2 separate regions of the Sus scrofa genome follow, and region 2 is linked to region 1. Evidence: chromatin contacts called from public Hi-C data. All regions are on one chromosome and are shown on one strand. The core of a region is the stretch at or near the end of the contact, and the rest is flanking DNA. Distances in the headings are between cores, read along the strand shown. Region 1 holds the start of GNG3 (guanine nucleotide-binding protein G(I)/G(S)/G(O) subunit gamma-3). Region 2 has its middle 17 kb from the start of SCGB1A1.

Region 1 (3,172 bases), core at 367-2,866:
CCTGGAAGAAGACAGAGAGGGGGAAAGAATGGCTCCTTTCATCAAGGAGGTGGGGGAAAAAAAGGACAAGCTTAGGACTGTCTTTGAGGAACTGGAGACACCAAGACATGGCAAAGTCTTTGTTTCATATGGCTTTTTTCCAATTGACTGCCTTTCTCAGCCAACCATCCCTTCCTTTCCTCCACAGGTGCTTTCTCTCTCTGCCACCGGTGCTAGAGTTCCTCAATTGAACTCGTTCTCTGGTCACCTGATTCTGGGACGGGAACACCTTGATACTCATTCGCAGCAATACATGACATACAGAGGAGGCGCACCTTAAAGTTCTCTTTAAAAAAAGGCGGTTTTAAACACATGATGACACTGATTCCCCACTCCGAGGTGGTTGCAAGAAGAATGTGGGACTTGCCTAAGGTCGCACAGCGGGACTCAGAGCGAGCAGCCTCAGCGCAGCCACAGTGGCCTCCCGAGTTTCTCTTCTCCGCCTGCAACTACGCTCGCTCTCAGACCGCGCCACGCCCCACACCGGGCAGGACATCCAGCAGCCAACGGCCGCTCCCTGCCAGGCCCCTCCGGTTTGGCAGTGGGCGCGGGGCCCGGTGCCCCCATCCAACCACACCACCACAGAAAGCAGCCCGCCGGCCGCCGCAGCTCCGCAGACTCACCAGCAGCGCGCTGCCAGGGAAACCGCGAGAAGGCACTTCCGCCTCTCGGGGAAGCCCCGCCCCCTTCCGCCGGCTGCCTTTGTAGCACTGGGGGGCGGGGCCTCGTCAAGGGGCGGGGCCCAGAGCAAGGGGTGGGGCCTTCCGGGCCGCCTGGTTCCCACCTCCTCGAGCTCGGCACTGTCACTCCCAGTGGTCCGTTACCCACCCGTTACCAGCACCAAAGGGGACAGGCGCCTCCTTCCAAGCCCCAAAATTTGCCCCAGACAAGCTATGAGTCAGCAGCATCCCTCTCGGCCCGCCTCTCGAGGCCGCAATCACGGCCCTCCGCCCAAACGTTCACTACCCACTATTTAAACCCCGAAAAGGGGGAGAGGTGGGCATCCACCTCCTTGGACCTGTAGGCATTCGAAGCAGAGAGCATGCGCCCCGAGAACGTTGTGATCTGTGGTGACCTGCGCATCTTGCGCGTTGCGCTGGCGGGCTGGCTGTCCCCTGTTTTACAAGAGTGGTAGCATTTCAGGTCCGTGTTTGGTCTCCAGTTTTTTTGATGCGTAATCGACCTCCTCTGACCCTAACCAGACTTTCCCACAGAGTTCCCGCAGCGCATTATCTAGACTAGTCTTGGCGAGTGGCACCCTCTATTCTATATATGTCCATTCACCCCAAAAAAGATCCTTCGAGGGTAGGGTCAGTGTTGTGTACATCTTTGCATTCCTCACAGCACTAAGCACAACGCAATCTCCCGACCAATACACACCCACCCCCAGGAAGCCCATCTATTTCCAGAAACACCCACTGAACTCTCCCCTACCTCTTCTTTGTCCGATTCTTTGATCTGGTCTCTGCACACCTCTTTTTCCTTAGCTTCTCCTTCTTTTTGGTCTGCCATTTCTTTAGACATCTTCCTGATGGACCTCGCTGCCCCTAGATTTTCCACGCCAGTCACTTGTAGCTAGGTCATTAAGTGGTGATCTAGAAGTTGATACCTGTAGCTCATCACATTTTCCTGGAAATTGGGAATGGAGGGTCCCTGGGAGAGAAACGAAGAGTCAGGTGCTAAATGCTGTGTCAGAGTAGAGGGAGGAGGGGTGGAGTGGGGGGGGTGACTGCCCAGCTGATGTCAGATTTTCAAATGAGCAGGGTCTCCCGGCAGCCAGTACTGACTCCAATGCAGGGGCTGTCACAGGTCCAGACCACCCCATTTGAGGGGGGGAGTCTGCCTGGGACTCAGTTACTTTCAGCTCCTTTGGGGAGGGCTCTAGCCCAGACTCAGGATGCCTGCAATGGGGGAAGGGCAGGTTGTGAGACAGTAACGATGGGGGTGTGCACAGGGGCTGCAGGCAGAGCAGCTAGGCTCCCCCACTGGCCAGACGATTGGTATGCGCCAGGATCTGAGCAGCTCCTTCTAGCATCCTTCATCCTTCAGGTATTTGGGCAGTGCTTGAGCTGGAGAAACGGGGACCAGTCAGTCCTCCACCAGCCTCTGACCCTCCCCTCCCCCGTGGCCTTCTCTGTATTAGTTGCTTTGGCTGCTGCGTCAGATACTCTCAGCTGCAACTCCCTGCAAGGTGGGGCACCCATCTCAGGCAGAAGGTTTTGGTGCACCCCAGATCCCACTCCCCAGGACTGACACTGCCTGTGGCCTCAGGTGAGTAGGGAACATCCTGCTTTTCTCCCTTTGGGGCTCACGGGGGCGGGTGGGGGTTATGTGCTCTCCTCATCAGGGCGGGGCTCCTGTTTCTAGCTGGGGTTTTCCAAGCTGGCAACACACAGAGCTTGAGAGCTGTAAGCCTTGAATCATTAGTACGTTTAATGATCTGAGGCCCAGGCCATGTAGGAGTTTGGGGAGCTTCTCGTCCCACCTCTCCATTTCCTCAGCTTTGGAAGACAGGGGTGGGAAAGACCACTGGAGGTTGGGGATAAGAGGGAAGTAAAATACGGGAGCATATGACCCAGCCTCGTAAAGGCTGATGAGCGGGGGGCCTTCAGCTGAGACTGTGCAGGGCCCCCTATCATGCTCTGAGCTGTCTCTCTTTTCCAGGATGAAAGGGGAGACCCCTGTGAACAGCACTATGAGCATTGGGCAAGCCCGCAAGATGGTGGAACAGCTTAAGATTGAAGCTAGTTTGTGCAGGATAAAGGTGGGTGGGGCCCTAGATCCCAGTTGGCAGGGCTGTACTGTAGACTGCCAAACCTCAGGATGAGAGATGCTTTCTTTTCTTGAGATCAGAGGAGGAGTCCTGGGATCGGTAAGGAGAGCTGACCCCAAGCCTCCGTGGGTGACGCGGGAAGAGAAAACTGTCCTAAGGAGCCCTAGCGATGGCAAAAGAAAACCTATTTGGAGAGGGAGACTGCAGTCCAGGGTTTCTGGCTAACAATTGTCCTCCTGGCTGTGCCCCAGGTGTCCAAGGCAGCAGCAGACTTGATGACTTACTGTGATGCCCACGCCTGTGAGGATCCCCTCATCACCCCTGTGCCCACTTCGGAGAACCCTTTCAGGGAGAAGAAAT
Region 2 (3,172 bases), core at 336-2,835, 260 kb before region 1:
GCCAACCCTGCTATGCCCATTTCTCAGATGCGAAAAGCGAGGCTTGGGGAGACGTGTTGGCGGGGAGGCTGTCCACCCACAGCCTTGGTGACAGTGGTGCCCGGTGGAGCAAACCCAGCCAAGACCTGGAGAAACGGCAGGACTGCCCACTGCACTCATGCTCACCCCAGGCCAGCGGCAGGGCCGACCAGGAGGCCCCGTGCTCCCCATCCACTAGGTCAGGGTCAGGAGGCCCCCTTGCCGTTGGGGGACAGAGGTCAGCTTCCCGTCGAGGTGAAGGCCCTCTCGGCAGAGGCTCCCACAGGTCAGGGCCTGGGTGGGGAAGAGGGGGCTGGGACCTCGGGAGACTGTGAGTTGGGGGGGCAGGGAGCAGAACATGAGTCTACAGCTGGGGCGCCCCAGGTCACAGCCCAGAATCGCCCCCGGGGGCCATTTCTCCAGCCAACTCCCCACCCTGCGGGGCTGAGGGCTGCGCCAGGGAGGCAGAGGCTGGCCCCAGGCCTGCGTGGGGGTGTGGGTGTGGGCGGTGGCTCTGTGTACATCCAAGTTCAAGTGCCCGGGTGGGGGATCATTCACATGCATTTAACAAACAACAGCCATGACCACAAAGTCCAAATAACATTGAACTCAAACTCCACCCCACCCTAGTCCGCCCTTCAGCGTGGTGCTTCTAGAAGATTCAGTGAACTGAGCTGTGTGCCAGCCCTGGCTTTACCCACCTCCCCCCCGCCCCCCAACAGGCCCTCCATCCCCCAGACATAGGCCCTCTTCCTTCCCCACTGCCCCTGCTCCAGCCTGCCTTCCACCCCTCCTTACACGTTCCGGGGCATCTTGTGACCAAGGTCAAGCCAAATGCCTCTTTGTCACTCAAGGCTCTGCACGGATTGCCTCGCCCAGTGCTCTCTGGCTTCATCCAGCCCCTGGGCCTTGGCCTCGCTGGCTTCTCAGGATGCCCTGTCCCACCTCCCTCCCTGCCCTGGGGCCATCAAGCTTCACACACTGTCTTGCCTCTGCCCAGAGCACCCTGCCTCTCCTCCCCCACCCCAGGCCTGCCCATCACAGAACCCACCCAAGGGACCCCTCCTCCATGGAAACTGTCACCATTGCGATCTGTCTCCCACTCGATGTCCCCCGTACCAGCGCCAAGCCCAGCAGACAGAGAACAGTCGATGCAGGGGGCCCAGCCTCTCCCAGCTCTGACCTCACTTCCTACTCCCCCCAAGGAGACGCCTCCTCCAGGGAGCCTTTCTGTCTTTCCCCTCGACAGCAGCTGCTAGGGGACCAGCTATGAACCCCAGTCGCCTTCCTCTGTCTGCCTTTCCAAACGCTTGTGAGACCCTTGAGGCAACCCCCAGCCCTGGGCCTCGGCCACCCCTCCCCAGCCGACTCTACTCACACTTCTCAGTGGGAGCTTCTGGAAAGCTTGATTTTCCTCCTAGCACTTACGGAACTGACAGTACCTCTGAGAAGGACAGCTGGTGGCCTCTGCTAGCTCCAATTTACAGCTGACACCTCTGAGGCCTCGAGAAAAAAAGCTCAAAGTTTCATGTTCCAAACAGCCCCATAGGGGGCGCTGTGTCACCAGTCGAGAGGACAGCCAGCCTCAGGCTGCCGGGCCTTTGCCATCAGAGGCTCAACTCTCTGGAGGTCAGAGAGAGGGTGCAGTTACTTCAGTCAGGGCTGTATTTTAAAACTTAACACTTTAGCAGTTTGGGCGGTAGGGAAGTATGTAATTACACAAAAATGTTAGGATGCTTCTCTTTGCCAAGGTCTGTCAGTCCCTTCCCAGCACAGGCTCTTCTTCTCCTTCAAAATCTTCACATTTAGGAGTTCCCGTCGTGGCTCAGTGGTTAACAAATCCGACCAGCAATCATAAGGTTGCGGGTTCGATCCCTAGCCTTGCTCAGTGGGTTAAGGATCCGGCGTTGCCGTGAGCTGCAGGGTAGGTCGCAGGTGAGGCTCAGATCTGGCGTTGCTGTGGCTGTGGCATAGGCCGGCAGCTGCAGCTCCAATTCGACTCCTAACCTGGGAACCTCCATATGCCACGGGTGCAGCTATAAAACCAGAAAAAAGTAATAAGCGCCTCCTACGTGCTGGGGCCTGGAGAGTCATAGGTGAGTGTGGAGCTTACATTCTGGGGGGAGTACAGCTAATAGACAAAGATACAGGTAAATATGATCATTTCAGATGGTGAGGAAGGCTCTCAAGGAAAGAAAGCAGGAGTGACAGGGGACAAAGGAATGGGAGTGAGGGCAGGCTGGGCCACAGAGGGGCTGTGTGAGTTGCAATCAGGAAATAATCTGGACAGCCCAGCCCTCGACCTACCTGCAGGGGGGAAGGCCAGCCAGCATGGTCCCAGGTACTGAGTGCCGGGGTAGAAATACAGATGGGGCCTGAGACAGGTGGGGACAGGTCTCCCCAGGCTATGTGGACCAGGTGAGGCTTTGGGTTTTATTCTGAGTGCTGTGGGAAGCCAAGAGGGGCTTACACAGAGAGGTGACATGATCTGACTTTTTTTTTTTTTTTTTGCAGGGTGGGGCTGTATCTGTGGCATATGGAAGTTCCCAGGCTAGGTAGGGGTCAAATCCGAGCTGCAGCTGCTACACCACAGCCACAGCAATGCCGCATCCTTTACCCACTAAGCGAGGCCAGGGCTCAAACCCCAATCCTCATGGACACTAGTTGGGTTCTTAACCTGCTGATCCACAGTGGGAACTCCTGATCTGATTTAGGTTTAAAAGATGGCTCTGGCCGCTCTGGGGAGAATGGACCTGAAGTGGGGAGAGGACCCTGTGGACAATGACGGACCCCATGCGGCACCAGAGGTTCAAGGAGGTGTCCCCACACTCTGTCCCCTCTGGCCAGGCCACCTGGCAGGCACAGGTCTCCCCGGGGCCATCATGGAACAGGCTGCTCCCAGCCGAACCCTTCCTGACCAGTGCCTCTCCCTCTCCAGCCTCTGGGACCCAGAGATCCGTGTGCTTTACTCATCATACTTCCTGGCGTTCTGAATCCACTGGGGAAAGACCACCAGTGAGCTTAGAGGAAAGTAAGTTACAGCATCAGAGGCTGTTTTTCAGCATTTTTCCAGGCTCCAAGAGGTTCAGAGCACAAATGCATGGAACTGTTTGCTCCTCAGACCCTGGGGTGCCTTTAAAGCTGAGAAATAAAC

The links. A called contact is a pair of places that touch in the nucleus more often than the background predicts.
Region 2: a Hi-C map of skeletal muscle shows a contact between it and region 1, with 4 times the contacts expected there. The contact joins the enhancer-like site here to the promoter of GNG3 in region 1. A contact is called at or near these places in 24 of 47 Hi-C or Micro-C datasets (adipose tissue, alveolar macrophages, blood and 14 more) and 2 of 2 datasets of contacts at active chromatin or transcription factors (alveolar macrophages and skeletal muscle).

Annotation. Positions count from the first base shown.
Region 1 is chr2:9,053,514-9,056,685 of Sscrofa11.1, reverse strand. It overlaps GNG3 (guanine nucleotide-binding protein G(I)/G(S)/G(O) subunit gamma-3), which reads left to right and starts at 1,616. Exons shown (of 3, transcript XM_013994205.2): 1 at 1,616-2,310; 2 at 2,704-2,803; 3 at 3,064-3,172. The coding sequence starts at 2,705. BSCL2 (BSCL2, seipin lipid droplet biogenesis associated) reads right to left here. Exons shown (of 14, transcript NM_001348785.1): 3 at 1,474-1,692; 4 at 1. The coding sequence starts at 1,563.
Region 2 is chr2:9,318,039-9,321,210 of Sscrofa11.1, reverse strand. No RefSeq gene overlaps it. Among named protein-coding and RNA genes, the nearest start is that of SCGB1A1, 17 kb to the right of the region's middle. Within about 2 kb of position 1,585, at least 13 of the 83 cell types and tissues checked have an H3K27ac peak or open chromatin away from gene starts, as enhancers often do. A contact at or near this core is called in adipose tissue, fetal skeletal muscle, skeletal muscle and 1 more, where this site is marked.